Linked DNA regions of Mus musculus: region 2 is linked to region 1. The links are chromatin contacts, called in public Micro-C maps. All regions are on one chromosome and are shown on one strand. Each heading gives the region's core, a stretch centred on a gene start, on an enhancer-like site or on the middle of the called end of the contact. The rest is flanking DNA. Distances are from core to core; before and after follow the strand shown.

The links. Hi-C and Micro-C count contacts between places; a contact is called where the count stands out from the background.
Region 2: a contact with region 1 is called in a Micro-C map of macrophages, with 5 times the contacts expected there. The contact joins two enhancer-like sites. A contact is called at or near these places in 1 of 39 promoter capture datasets (embryonic stem cells), 1 of 15 datasets of contacts at CTCF or cohesin (the NIH/3T3 cell line), 3 of 484 Hi-C or Micro-C datasets (bone marrow-derived macrophages, macrophages and nephron progenitors) and 1 of 115 datasets of contacts at active chromatin or transcription factors (bone marrow-derived macrophages).

The regions. Positions count from the first base shown.
Region 1 is chr12:98,281,130-98,287,655 of GRCm38.p6, reverse strand. No RefSeq gene overlaps it. Among named protein-coding and RNA genes, the nearest start is that of Gpr65, 16 kb to the right of the region's middle. Within about 2 kb of position 4,030, at least 137 of the 459 cell types and tissues checked have an H3K27ac peak or open chromatin away from gene starts, as enhancers often do. A contact at or near this core is called in bone marrow-derived macrophages and macrophages, where this site is marked.
Region 2 is chr12:98,371,995-98,378,520 of GRCm38.p6, reverse strand. No RefSeq gene overlaps it. Among named protein-coding and RNA genes, the nearest start is that of Gpr65, 110 kb to the right of the region's middle. Within about 2 kb of position 3,105, at least 38 of the 459 cell types and tissues checked have an H3K27ac peak or open chromatin away from gene starts, as enhancers often do. A contact at or near this core is called in bone marrow-derived macrophages and macrophages, where this site is marked.

The DNA of each region.
Region 1 (6,526 bases), core at 2,781-5,280:
CATGCAAACTTTATATGCCCCAGTACAGGAGAACACCAGGGCCAAAAAGTGGGAGTGGGTAGGTAGGGGGGTGGGGGGATGGTATGGGGGACTTTTGGGATAGCATTGGAAATGTAAATGAGGAAAATACCTAATTAAAAAAAAAGATATGTATGCTTTGTTTGAAATATCCATAGAGGTCGGGAATTTAGTAACAGGGGTTGAAGGTGGGATTTCAGGGGAGGTGAGATATAACAGGGGAGGTGGTATAAAAAATTAAAGGGAATAATGTAATAAACAGGGTTAAATTGGGGTAGCTTAGGGAGGACAGAGGCGAGGAGGAAACTGACCCATGGCTCTCAGCCTTCCTAATGCTGCCTCCCTTTAATACAGCTCCTTATATCGTTAGTTACCCCCAAGCCATAACATTATTTTGTTGCTACTTCATAACTGTGGTTTGCTACTGTTATAAATGGTATCATGAATATCTGATATGCAGGATATCTGATGTGTGACCCCTGTGGGGTTGAGAACCACTGGAATAAATGGATGGAATCACAAACACTAGAGACCTCTCTAAAAAGGTAATTTATTACTATAGACACTTCCTAAAAACACATACACATGCACGTATAAAGAGAATTTGAATGTGTTACCCTGTAATGGGTTCTAAAGAACCTACTCAACACCACAGGCTGACAAATAAAAAGCTCACTGCCAGAAATATGTTATCTCTCTTGAAGTTGTTGCTCAGTGACATCTTATAGACTCCAAAAAACATGACAGGCTATTGCCTTTACTCTTAGTAACCTTCCAGAGTTTGATGTTAAGACTCTGTTGCTGAAGACACCACATTCTTAAGTCACGGAACATAGAGAAATCAAGCTGGTACCCACCTGGAAGCTCCATTCCTACTGGCTAGCTTTCATAGAGCTGGTAGATGCTGTGAACGTTACTGAAAGAGCCTGAGTCTTACCCAGAAGTCTGCCCTAAGGGCTACCATAATGACTGACTTGGCAAGATATCCCCATTGGTGCAATACTAGCTCCAAGTTATTAGCTGGTTATCTTACATATTTTCCCGGAAGAGAGTGATGAGCACCTTCATGCTTGAGATCAGTTCACTTTCCTGACTCACACAGACCTAGGGAATGGGCACCTCATGTGTAAATGAATAATCTGTGGCTCTCCGCATCTCAGATCACAAAGAAGCCCCGATGTACCATGTGAACGGTGGAGTCAATTCTATTTGTATTCCAGAGCCTATAATGTTTTCATATGATGTGTGTGGTTCTGTCTGTCTGTCATCTTTCTGCCAGCACCCCCCCTCTCTCTCTCCAAGCATACCTGCGGGGTTGGTTCACACCCATGAGCATGTGTGTCTCCATGTATGTGGAAGCCTGAAATTGACATCAGATGTATTCCTTGATGGTTCTCCACTTTATTTTTTCAGGCAGGATCTCTTGTTGAACCCAGAGCTGTCCGATTCCAGCTAGTCTAGTTAGCTAGCCTTGTCTTTGCTAGGGTTTCATGAGGCTACTATATGCATATCTGGCTTCTCTGTGGCTTCTGAGGACCTGAACTCTAGTCCTCATACTTGCATAGCAAGTACCCCTGGCTCATCCTCCCAACTCTGCTTTATTTTTAATATAGACAATATAAAATTTCACCTTAATTCAGAGCCTTTCATTGTGATGGCCCAGGAAAAGAACATTCATGCCTAAACCTAGGGCAGACATTGTTGGGGGTTCAGGAGTTGCCACAGAAACCACACAAACACCGATCTCAGTCAGACAGGGAGCGTTTATTGAGCACAAACCCTAGGACTCATCTGTCAAGGCCATGGTCCAGACTCAGGAGCTGAACTGTGACACTAAGTTAAGATCCTACAGGGTTTTTAAGCCTAAATTCCACAAATATCTGTGTTAAGCTATTCTACCAATAAGAATTTAGGGATAGGAGACTCTGTGTTGTACACTTCTACTGTTCCCAGTGGTTGGGGTATTTAACTGTGGCAGGGGACTTACCTTGTTTAACATTCATGTCTCAATTGGTTAACCATGATGACATTCATGTCTTAAGTTGCCAACCAGGATGTCAGTTACCCCAGGTATATATAGTCTTTTTCTGCCAAATACAGTGTCAGTTTCCAGGAGGTCTTGGGAACTTAAACTTTATATGACCCCTACTCAAAATGGAAGTCTTATTTCAAATAGTTTCCTATATTGGTGCACATGTCTCTCCTATACTGGGTTTATCCCAGGGGCAGTTTACAAAGCAAATACCGTAAAAGCTTCCACAGGTGCAGGAAGTGCTACTGGGTGGTTGGTTTGGGTCCGAGCTTCTTGTGGGTAACTATACAAAAGCAGTTCTATTGACTTCTATGGAGATTGGTTTCCAAGAGCACAGAACATAACAGAATGTGTAACCAACTTAGGCATGAGAGAGTTTCCTAGTAACAGCAGAAACAACATATGAGAGAATTGCCTTATAATATTAGCAACAGCACAAAATGGCAGACTAGCCAGGTAATTGTTACCTCGGCTTTAACATTCCTTCTAAGACTTAATATTTTACCTAGACCTTAACAGATATAACCTTCAAGGATTTATCCTAGTGATATACTTCAATAGGTAGGCCTTGTATCCTAAAGGTCCCGCAAACTACCAAAAACAGAGCCATCAGCTGAGGACCTTATATCCAAGTAGTTCCACAAACTACCAAAGTAACACCACCACCATGCTCAGACGCCCGAGCCTGTGTGAGAGATTTCACATTCAAACCGTAATATCCAGGATATCAAAGGCAAAGGTTTAGTAAGGGTTCTTCCAGGACGTCAGTTAATGAGTCTTAATGAGGGCTGCTAACTTTATGAGTTAGAGGTGTCCTTGTTTCTCTCTCATTTGGACCTCACCTGCCCTGCTTATTCAACAATGAGACACTATAACATCGCCTCACTTCCATGTTCCAATTTCCACTAGGGAAAATCTGACTCAGATTGGGTTAAATGAAGAGGTCTGTTTGGTTCATACAATTATCCTATGCCGAGACTCACCACTTTAGGAGTCAGTGTCAGGTTTCAGGTTCTTTTTTTTTTTTAAGGTATTTAGCTCATTTACATTTCCAATGCTATACCAAAAGTCCCCCATAACCCCCCCCCACTCCCCTACCCACCCACTCCCCCTTTTTGGCCCTGGCATTCCCCTGTACTGGGGCATATAAAGTTTGCAAGTCCAATGGGCCTCTCTTTGCAGTGATGGCCGACTAGGCCATCTTTTGATACATATGCAGCTAGAGACAAGAGCTCCGGGGTACTGCTTAGTTCATATTGTTGTTCCACCTATAGGGTTGCAGTTCCCTTTAGTTCCTTGGGTGCTTTCTCTAGTTCCTCCATTGGGGGCCCTGTGGTCCATTCAATAGCTGACTGTGAGCATCCACTTCTGTGTTTGCTAGGCCCTGGCATAGTCTCACAAGAGACAGCTATATCTGGGTCCTTTCAGCAAAATCTTGCTAGTGTATACAATGGTGTCAGCGTTTGGAAGCTGATCATGGGATGGATCTCTGGATGTGAGGTAACCCAATCACAAAGGAACTCTCACAATATGTACTCACTGATAAGTGGATATTAGCCCAGAAACTTAGGATACCCAAGATATAACATATAATTTGCTAAAAACATTAAACTCAAGAGAACGAAGACCAAAGTGTGGACACTTTGCCCCTTCTTAGAATAGGAAACAAAACACCCATGGAAGGAGTTACAGAGACAAAATCTGGAAGTGTGACGAAAGGATGGACCATCTAGTGATTGCCATATCCAGAGGTTTCAGGTTCTTTAAGCTTTCTTCTCTTCTACTTGTTGCTACTTCCTGGTAACAAACTGACCACAAATATTTCAGGCATCTTTGTGGCACATTGTATCACCACCAGGAGGCAGAGAAAGAGCCTTTTGGGCATGTAAGCAGCTCAAGTCACATACCTACCACTGAGCCACTCATTGCAGCCAGGAGACTAAGCTGACTAATTTAGCAACTAACTGCATATTCCATCCCTTGAGCTAAAACCATACTTGCGGCCTTTAGTCATCCCCAAAGAAGCGTCTCTTTGGTAAGCAGAGCTACACGACTCACAGGAATGTGTCTGTGCCCTGGCTCCTACCCAATTTTGCCAGTGAGCCCCTTGCCCTGGTATTCGGGGAGGTAGGAAATACCAGAGATACTTACAGGGTCACTAAAAACTAAAGTTCATTGTCGCGGTGATAGTACAGGAGGAAACAAACCAAACGCCCCCCTCTTCGTTTTTATTTAGCATTTTGTAAATCTCGCTTACTCTGGTGTAAACCTCAAAGAGGAAGGACAGTTCAGTAATGACTGAAGTGGAATTTCCCATAGGTCAGCATGTGGTCTGGAAGCTATAGCTGACAAAGATAATGCAATTGTGTGTGTGTGTGTGTGTGTGTGTGTGTGTGTGTGTGTGTTACCAACAGAGCCTGATGCCACCATGTAAGCTACAATGAATTTCATGGGTCTGTGGACTATTAAAAATCAGGAGGGGGTGTCAGAGGAATGGTTCACAGATTTAAGAGCACTGGCTGCTCTTCCAGAGGGTGCGTTTCTCAGCTCACAGTCATCTGTGAGTCTAATTCCGGGGGATCTGATTTTACTCAGGCACCAGGCACACATGTATAATGCACAGACATACATAGGCAGGCAAAGGAAAAACAGTTTTCCTGAGTCAGGCTGGTGGTTGGGATTCCATGCTGAGCACGCCCACTACTCCCAAGGCTAGAGAACTGAATCATCGGGCACGCCTCTACTACTTTACTCCGACAGACAGTAAAGACGTCGAGGTCTTCTAGAGGGAAAATTATTTCAAACTTATTTTCCTTGTGATCTTTACAACTTTCAGCTCAAGAGGGGTCCAAGCCATAGGCTCGCTAGGGTCCTCATTCCCTCAAAGCTACCTTGATGTACAACACTCTAGGCTTTCAGCGGCCCGGAGACCTTCATGGCAGAGGCCTGCCTCAGTGGGCCACAGGGCTACACAGGCTGAGTCTCCCTCAGAGGAGCCTGAGCTTCAGCTGTAAGGAGAGAGCCCCAGCCATCCTTAGTCTTGTTTATTCCCCCCTTCCTGCCAGGCTTCAACCGGGACAGAACCCTGTCTATTGGAAATGAAATTTCCATACAGAAGGAGAAAATCATTTTTTTCCTGTAATTTGTAAAGCTTGTGAAAAAGACACTATCATGATTTTTAAATCAAGTAGTGGGACATTTAAAAAAGCAATAAAGATATTTTCATAAAAAACTTTCAGCTTAAATGTGAATATCCATAAAGGATTTTGGAATCATGCCAACACACACACACATACACACACACATACACACACACACACACACACACACACACACAGAGAGAGAGAGAGAGAGAGAGAGAGAGAGAGAGCAATTGAAACTGAATCATTATCCTTACTCCACAATAATTGTAACAACTCATGAGATCATCCAGGTGAAGGTAGGAGCTATTCTGAAATTCCAACCACAGCTTTCAGTTGCCATCAGCCACATCTTAGTGTCAGCAAGTCTTGGAGACAGGATCAGAAATTTTAGGATGATTCTGAAATGAATTCTTTTAGAAGGATATTTATAGGCTCAGTCAAATATCCAAGAACTTTAAAATACTAAGATCTGGAAATATTTTCATGGCATGGTAAAGTTAGAAAAATGTCTTGGTTTTGGATTTTTGAAATAGCTCACATTTCCCAATTAATGAGGTGTATATTTTTATTTGAAAGCTGGAATTGAACAACATGGAGGCCGTAGTTCATTCATCTATTTCTAGTGTACATGAAGTTTGTTAGTGTGTGTGTGTGTGTGTGTGTATGTGTGTAAGAGATATTTGTGTGGTGTCTGTAAGAGTATGTGTCTGAGCATGAGTGCAAAGAAGCCAGAAGACACTGGGGATCCTCGTCTCTCACTTTCTGCTTTATCCCTTCAAAGCATGGTCTCCCTGCATCTGGAGCCTGTGTGTTTCAGTCTCAGTGGTCCACTTATTTCCAACCTTGCTGCAACATCAGCATTCCAAGCACACATGAAACCACACCTGACATATTACATGGGTGCAAGGATTCAAACTCAGGTCTTTTGAGTTGTACAGCAAAGGCTGTTAATTTCCTTGCCATCTCTACAGCCCCTGGTTTGCTTCTTGAACACCGAATTGAAACATCATTTGAGGAACTGTAACCTACTTTGAACGTGTAAATAGCCATTGGTGTTTTGTGAAAGGCGTCTGAAAATTATAAGCAGAAGAAAAACAGGTCGCAGGCTATTATATGTTTAATTATACGCAAAAGCTGCTAAATTAGAACATGATGACATTACTGTTCTTTGTCGGAGGACGGATTTAAGCGTTTCAAAATAACAGATGCCAGTTTGTGTGAGCTGTGATCTAACAATAATTAAAAATTTAAAACTGCAAATATACTGAATTGCATCTTGAGCTCAGCACAGTCATTTCATAATAGCAGGTTCACATGCAAACTGCCTACAACA
Region 2 (6,526 bases), core at 1,856-4,355, 92 kb before region 1:
ACGTCCACCTGGCAAAGAAATTATCCCAACTTTGACCTGATAAAAGGATATCTGTTATTTTTGGGATAGCATTGGAAATGTAATTGAGGAAAATACGTAATAAAAAATATTATTTTTAAAAAAAGGATATGTTTAATTCCAATACAGAATTTTATACTGTTAGAAGTTAATATCTGGAAAATATCAAATTTATTCTCCATTTTATAACAAAATTCATAATTATATAGTGGGAATGGTTTATAATGACTTTTTGTGTGGAGTCTTGACAGCTTTTAGTAATTTAGGGTAAGGTTTTGCAAACAGTGATTCAGGATTTTGCCATCATGGTTTTTAATGACTACACTTATTTGGCAAAAACGTTAAGTCATTCTTTTTCTAATAGTCTGATTTAATGACTTGATGTCTTTGCTCACTAAATGGATATTTTTAATAAACTGAAATGAACTAAATATGTAGCACTACTCTTTAAATGTACACTCACAGATACACACACACACGCACACGCACACGCACACACACACACACACACACACACACATAATTACCAAAAATGTCAATGTTAGCAGCACATGTTTAGTTTCTGTGGCTTAGAAACATATTTTGACATTGAGGTTTTGGACATCTCTAATATTTCTCTTTCTTCTTAGAGCCACCTTCTCACTTTCTCTATTCAGATTCTTTTGTGCTCCCATACACGTTTTAGGATTTCCCCCTAGTTCTATGGTAAGTGTCTTTAAAGTTTTATTTTTTTAATTTTTAAATTTTTTATTGTTTAATTTTATTTAATCTTTTTTACAGTCCAGATTTTATCCCTCTCCCAGTCCACCCTCTGACTGTTCCACATCCCATACCTCCTCTCCACCCCGTCTCTATGAGGATACCCCCCACCCTGACTTCTGACCCTCACACCCCACCAGACCTCTAAACTCCCTGGAGCCTCAAGTCTCTTGGGGGTTAGGTGGATCTTCTTTGACTGAGTCGATACCCGACAGTCCTCTGCTGTATATGTGTTGGGGCCTCATATCAGTTAGTGTACACTGCCAGGTTGGTGGCCCAGTGTCTGAGAGAGCTCAGGAGTCCAGGTTTGTTGAGACTGCTGGTCCTCCTACAGGGTTATCCTCCTCCTCAGCTTCTTGATTGATTTTAGCGCTAGAGTCACCTTTGTAATATTCTGTGTGGTGACTTACAGTCTGTCTGGACAGTTTTACTTTGGGAGGTTCTCATGGAGCAGTCTACTGTTCAGGTCAGAAAGGTATCTATCAGAAAGGACAGAGAAAATTGCTATGACCACAATGACATTAAACTGTGCAAGATATAGAAACATATGTTAGAAGAATTAAAGCTGAGTAAGTCTGCACCTGACCGTAGAACAGAAAAGAACAAATGAACGTAGAGTGCGATGAAGTTCAAGTTTATTTAGGGTACACACAGAAACAATAGATAAAGGGAAAAGGCAGGGAGATGGGACAGAGGAGATGACTGGCGAATGAAAGACGGGAAAAGAGAAGAGGGATGGAGGAGAACGTTAGAGGAAAGGGGAAAAAGTCTAAAACATAAACAAGTGCCCAATAATGAAAACACTCAAATATAACAATGTGAGGGAGAATTCTAAAGGTTCTAAAATATTCTTCAAAACCCATTAAGATAATTCAAAAATATTGCTAAAAGTTCAGAAATTGAAAAGGGGGAAACACAAGTCAAATTTTAAAAAGTAACCCACTATTACACCAGTGGGTGTGTCTTGTCAGGCCAGCCATTGTAGCTCCCAGGTTCATGGCTGGATAAGATGGACACGTCCTTTCATCTTCTGGTAGCGTGCACAGCACCTTCCAGTGCCATGAAAGCTACTAGGGATACAGCATCCGGATGAGCACCAGCTGTTTTTTTGCCGTGCTCTGTGATTCCAGTATGTAGTGTCTTCAGCACTAGCATCTTGCCATCAGGTGCTGAAGAGCATTGGCAGTTGCCTGTAATGTTCAGGGGTCTTTGGGCCTCACTGGCCAACAGGGAACTACAAAAGAAGGAGCCCGTTCCTGGCTATTTGCTATTCTTGGTGTCTAGACAGGGCATTGATATGTCTATCATATATCACATAATTATATAATATATATTATATATATCATATATCATATTATAGGGTAACTCCATTTTAACTGTGTGTGTGAGAGAGAGAGAGAGAGAGAGAGAGAGGAGAGAGTTTTTATGGCAGTGGGTTTCCGTATACCCTTTTTAGTGTTTACCCCTCTTTGTATTCCTTCTACCCTGTTACCCCTTTGCCATCTCAATTTAACACTACCTGTTCTATTATTCACTTTAAAAGTTGATGCCAGTGTAATAGTGCCTTGAACATCATGGGAGTAACTACTTTGCAATTGGATTTAAGCCCCACTCTATAAGGTGAAGACCATACCTGTCTTGATGACCAGGCCAGGAACCTATAGGTAGGTGGGTCATGGTTACTAGGAGGAACCTATTACTGTTACTCTGCTAAATGGACACATTAAGCCAACTCCTAATTACTTGTCATCAATGCATCTCTTAATTCCCATCAGAGCTGTGAATGGTGATTGACACAGAGATACATAACTGGGCAGGCTGTAGGGAACAAGAGACGGTAGAACGTTTAGTCCTAAAGAGAACATCTATGCAGTACTGCCTTCTCCCAGAGCTCAGGGTTTGTTTTGGAAGAGGAGGCCGAAGCAGTAGATGACTATATGGGAACAGAAATCAGCATCTTCTGAACACAGCAGGGCAGCTGCACTGTGAGCCTCACAGTGATTGTGACACACACAAGACTGACACAAGCTCAAGAGAGAGGAACCCGTGTGGAGAGGGGAACTGGGCACCAAGTCCCACTTCTAGCTGAGGAGTTATTTGCAGTTGATAGCTGCGGGGAGAGGATCAGCTACTCTGAGAGCAGCTCCTTGTAAGTTGGCTACATCCCAGTGTAGCCACAAGTCCAAAAAATATTTGGACAGTACAAATTGGTAGTGATCAATTTTAAAAAGGACACAAAATTGAGTGGCCGGGGAAGCGAGTAGATCTGGAAAGAGGTGGAAGCTGTGAATATGACCAAAACACATTGCACAAAATTAGAACATATTAGGCAATAAAAAGGGGAAATAAAGGTTTCCTAATTACATATTTAACACAGTGACCCACAGCTAGCCAAGCTGCAGAAGAAAAAAAGACTGTGAAATTGTCATCTCTAAAGGAACATGTATATATACACTCTTCCAAAGGCTCAGGGAAGAGGGGGCCAAAAGAGTATAGAAGCACAGGTGATGGATGGCTACAAGAAAACAGATTCTAGACACAGCATGGCTGTAACAGATATGAATGCACAGCAGTTGGAGCCGAGTGCACAAAACCAGTGTAAATCCAAGCCAGATGATAGCCCAGCATGGAGAGTTGGGCACACCATCCTATCCCTAGCTGTAGAGCTACAGGCAATTGTTAGGGACTAGAAGGAGAGACAGCTTTTTCTAATGGCGTAGCCCCTGGCAAGTGGACCACTCTCTAGTAGAAGGACACACACCCAAGAATATTTGGCCACTACAAAATGGTCTTGTAGGATTAAAAGATGTAACACAGGATTGGTAGGGAAGGGCGGAATGAATCTGTGATAAGTTGGAGGAGGGGTAAATGTGACTATGATCTAAGCATGTTGTACAAAGCTCTCAAGTAAAAATATGTAATATTTGTAAAGATGAATATACTAAGAGAAATATCAAGTAAAATCAGTTCTGGGCGTGCAGTTAAAAATCACAGGCCGGGCAGTGGTGGTGCACGCCTTTAATCTCAGCACTTGGGAGGCAGAGGCAAGCAGATTTCTGAGTTCAAGGTCAGCCTGGTCTACAGAGTGAGTTCCAGGTTAGCCGGGGCTACACAGAGAAACCCTGTCTTGAAAAACCAAAAAAGAAAAGAAAAGAAAAGAAAAGAAAAGAAAAGAAAAGAAAAGAAAAGAAAAGAAAAGAAAAGAAAAAGCAAGAGAGATAGCACTGTGGGTTAGTGTAGCTTCTTTATGAACCTTTGAAAATTGGATCCTGCCAGTTATATGCACAATGGGGGAGAGGTTTGAATAAACCTGGGTACTCTTTGTCTTTCCTATGATTTATGCTGGTGTTGAGCCTGTACTGGACAAATGTTTGGTGTTTGCCAGAGATCTTTTCCCTGTGTGTACCAGAGACCAGATGGTTACATTCAGCTTTCCAGCCTATGGATTGGGCTGGGGTACCCACATTTCAGGATCACCCAGACTCTGTCTCCCTGGGACTAGAGAAAGCAAGCACAGCAGTGAGATCTGCAGGAGCCTGAAGACCCAGTCTCAGTGTTTTCAAAACCCACTAAGCACTAATCACCCTGCTGGGTGTAGATGTCAAGGAGCCTGCTGTGGGCTTATGGCTTTTGGATTCTAGAGCTGTGAGAGCAAGCAGGAGACTCCAGAGGCTGACCTACTCTCTGACCTTAGGTTTAGGAATACCAGAGTCCAGATTCACTCTAGGTTAACGCAATCTGCTTGCAGCATCAAGGGCAGGTTGCTGCCTGCCTGAGCCATACCTCCACCTGTTGGCTCTTTTTAACTTGTTAGCATGGAGTCTTCCCACTCTCCCAACAGATTCCCATCCTAGAGATGAGAAGGGAGAAAGAAAGCCTAATTTCATGTGCAGAACCTGCTATCCAGTTCTGCCTCTCTGCCCCCTGGACATATGGGTGTCTCTTATTCTCAGTGCCCTTAAGGGAGCTAAGTTTTAAAGAAATGTTTGAGGTAGTGTCCAGTGACTGACCTCCAAGTCATAGTGATCAAAAGGTTTTCCCCTCCATTGTGGAGCCAACTGCCAGAGGAAGTGCTAGCTTATCAAAACTGTAGATGAATTTGAAGCTTTCGAGACTGGGGTCTTGTCCTTAGGGTAGGACACTGTTTCTTCTCACTGGGGTCACCTTACAGAGCCTGCATGGGTGAGGGGTTACTTACAAGGGCATGAGTGACTCCCGGATAGCAACATCATTGCAAAGTCTCCAACAATGACCTCACAAAAGCTGCGTGTTGAAGTTCCCAAATTTTCAGTCTATTGTAACAGAGGATGGAGCCTAGCACGTCACATCATGGAATCCAGGAAGCACAGTCAATTATGAACAAATGAGCTATTGTTGTGGACTAATATTTCCCGCTATGTCACAGAAAAAAGAACCGGATGCTGGCGGAAGGTGAGCTCATGTGTGCAGTCAGAAAACTAAATGCACTGTATCATTGAAATGCCTTTATTCTATGCAACATTAATCCTTTGACAAAAATCATTATCCTCCATTGCAATGTTAATTAGGGTTTTCACCCAAGAATATTTACTAGCTAGATAAAAAGGCAGGGGAATTTTCAATTATTCAACTACCTTTAGAGACAAAACTGGGGCGAGTATCCATGGTGATGTAAGAGACAGAGCATTAAGTGGGATTATGTATTTCAGGGATTCACGGTTTAAGTTTTACGCCTTCAACACTTTCATTACCCCCTTTATAAATAGGACACTGCATTACTTTCTCGGTTTTGAATTTTAGAAAAGCATTGAACTCCCAAGGTGTGTGTGGGGGTGGTGGTTACCTTCACCGGCTTTCCTTGAATAAGAACAATCCAAAGAAATGCTATGGTGGTTTTCCTGTCACTTCTAGTGCAGGACCTTCCTTGTTTCCTGTTCTCATTTGTCTCCTGTTGGGAGGCAGCCATGAGACCATGTAAGCTTTGCATACGTGGGGTATCTGATCAGATAGAAAGCCACACTTTAGAAGACAGTTGAGAAAAACCTGTCAGGAGCCATCCAAGAAGGGCTAAGGCTAGCAGGTGGCCTTCCTGGAGGTAGCCCACCTTTTTGCATGGCCAAGGATGAGTGAGCTCTGGAGAGGCAAGGTCCTGAGAGAGTTCATCTCAGGAATGCTTCTTGCAGCTAATATGCCTTCCCTGTCACTCTTAGACAGCCTAAGGAGTCCTGGGCATTAGCCCACCCTGTTGAGCAGACTTCCTTCAGATTAACATAAATTTCATGACTCAATACTGTTTAGATGAATTAATGATTTTATAGAACTCCTGATTGATTAAAATCCAGGAAGAAAGTTTTAAGAGATAGTTTTAGCTGTTTTGCCAGAAAGTTATAATAAAGGTAGAATGCAGAATAGAATGTGCCTACTCCTCATAGAATGGTAAATGAAAGCTGCATAATAAGAAATACAATGAGACTTCATAATCACACTAAAAAGAGATATAGGCTTGGGACAAATTTGTGTTCAAGGAAAAGCATTCAGGTCTGTGGATAAAGCCACAGGTGTGCACTATGATAAGACAAGGCCACGTGAAACTGTTGCTTTGAACTTATAATGAGCGTATAAAAGGAAACACTGCTCTTAATAGCAATATCCTTCTGTAACTCCTATTTTATGTAACATTTTATCTATGAAGTAATTTTTCTAAAAAAACCTTTTGTTTAAGAAGGTATAAAAAGGCCAGAGAAAATAAATAAAGTTGTTGGCTTGGGGG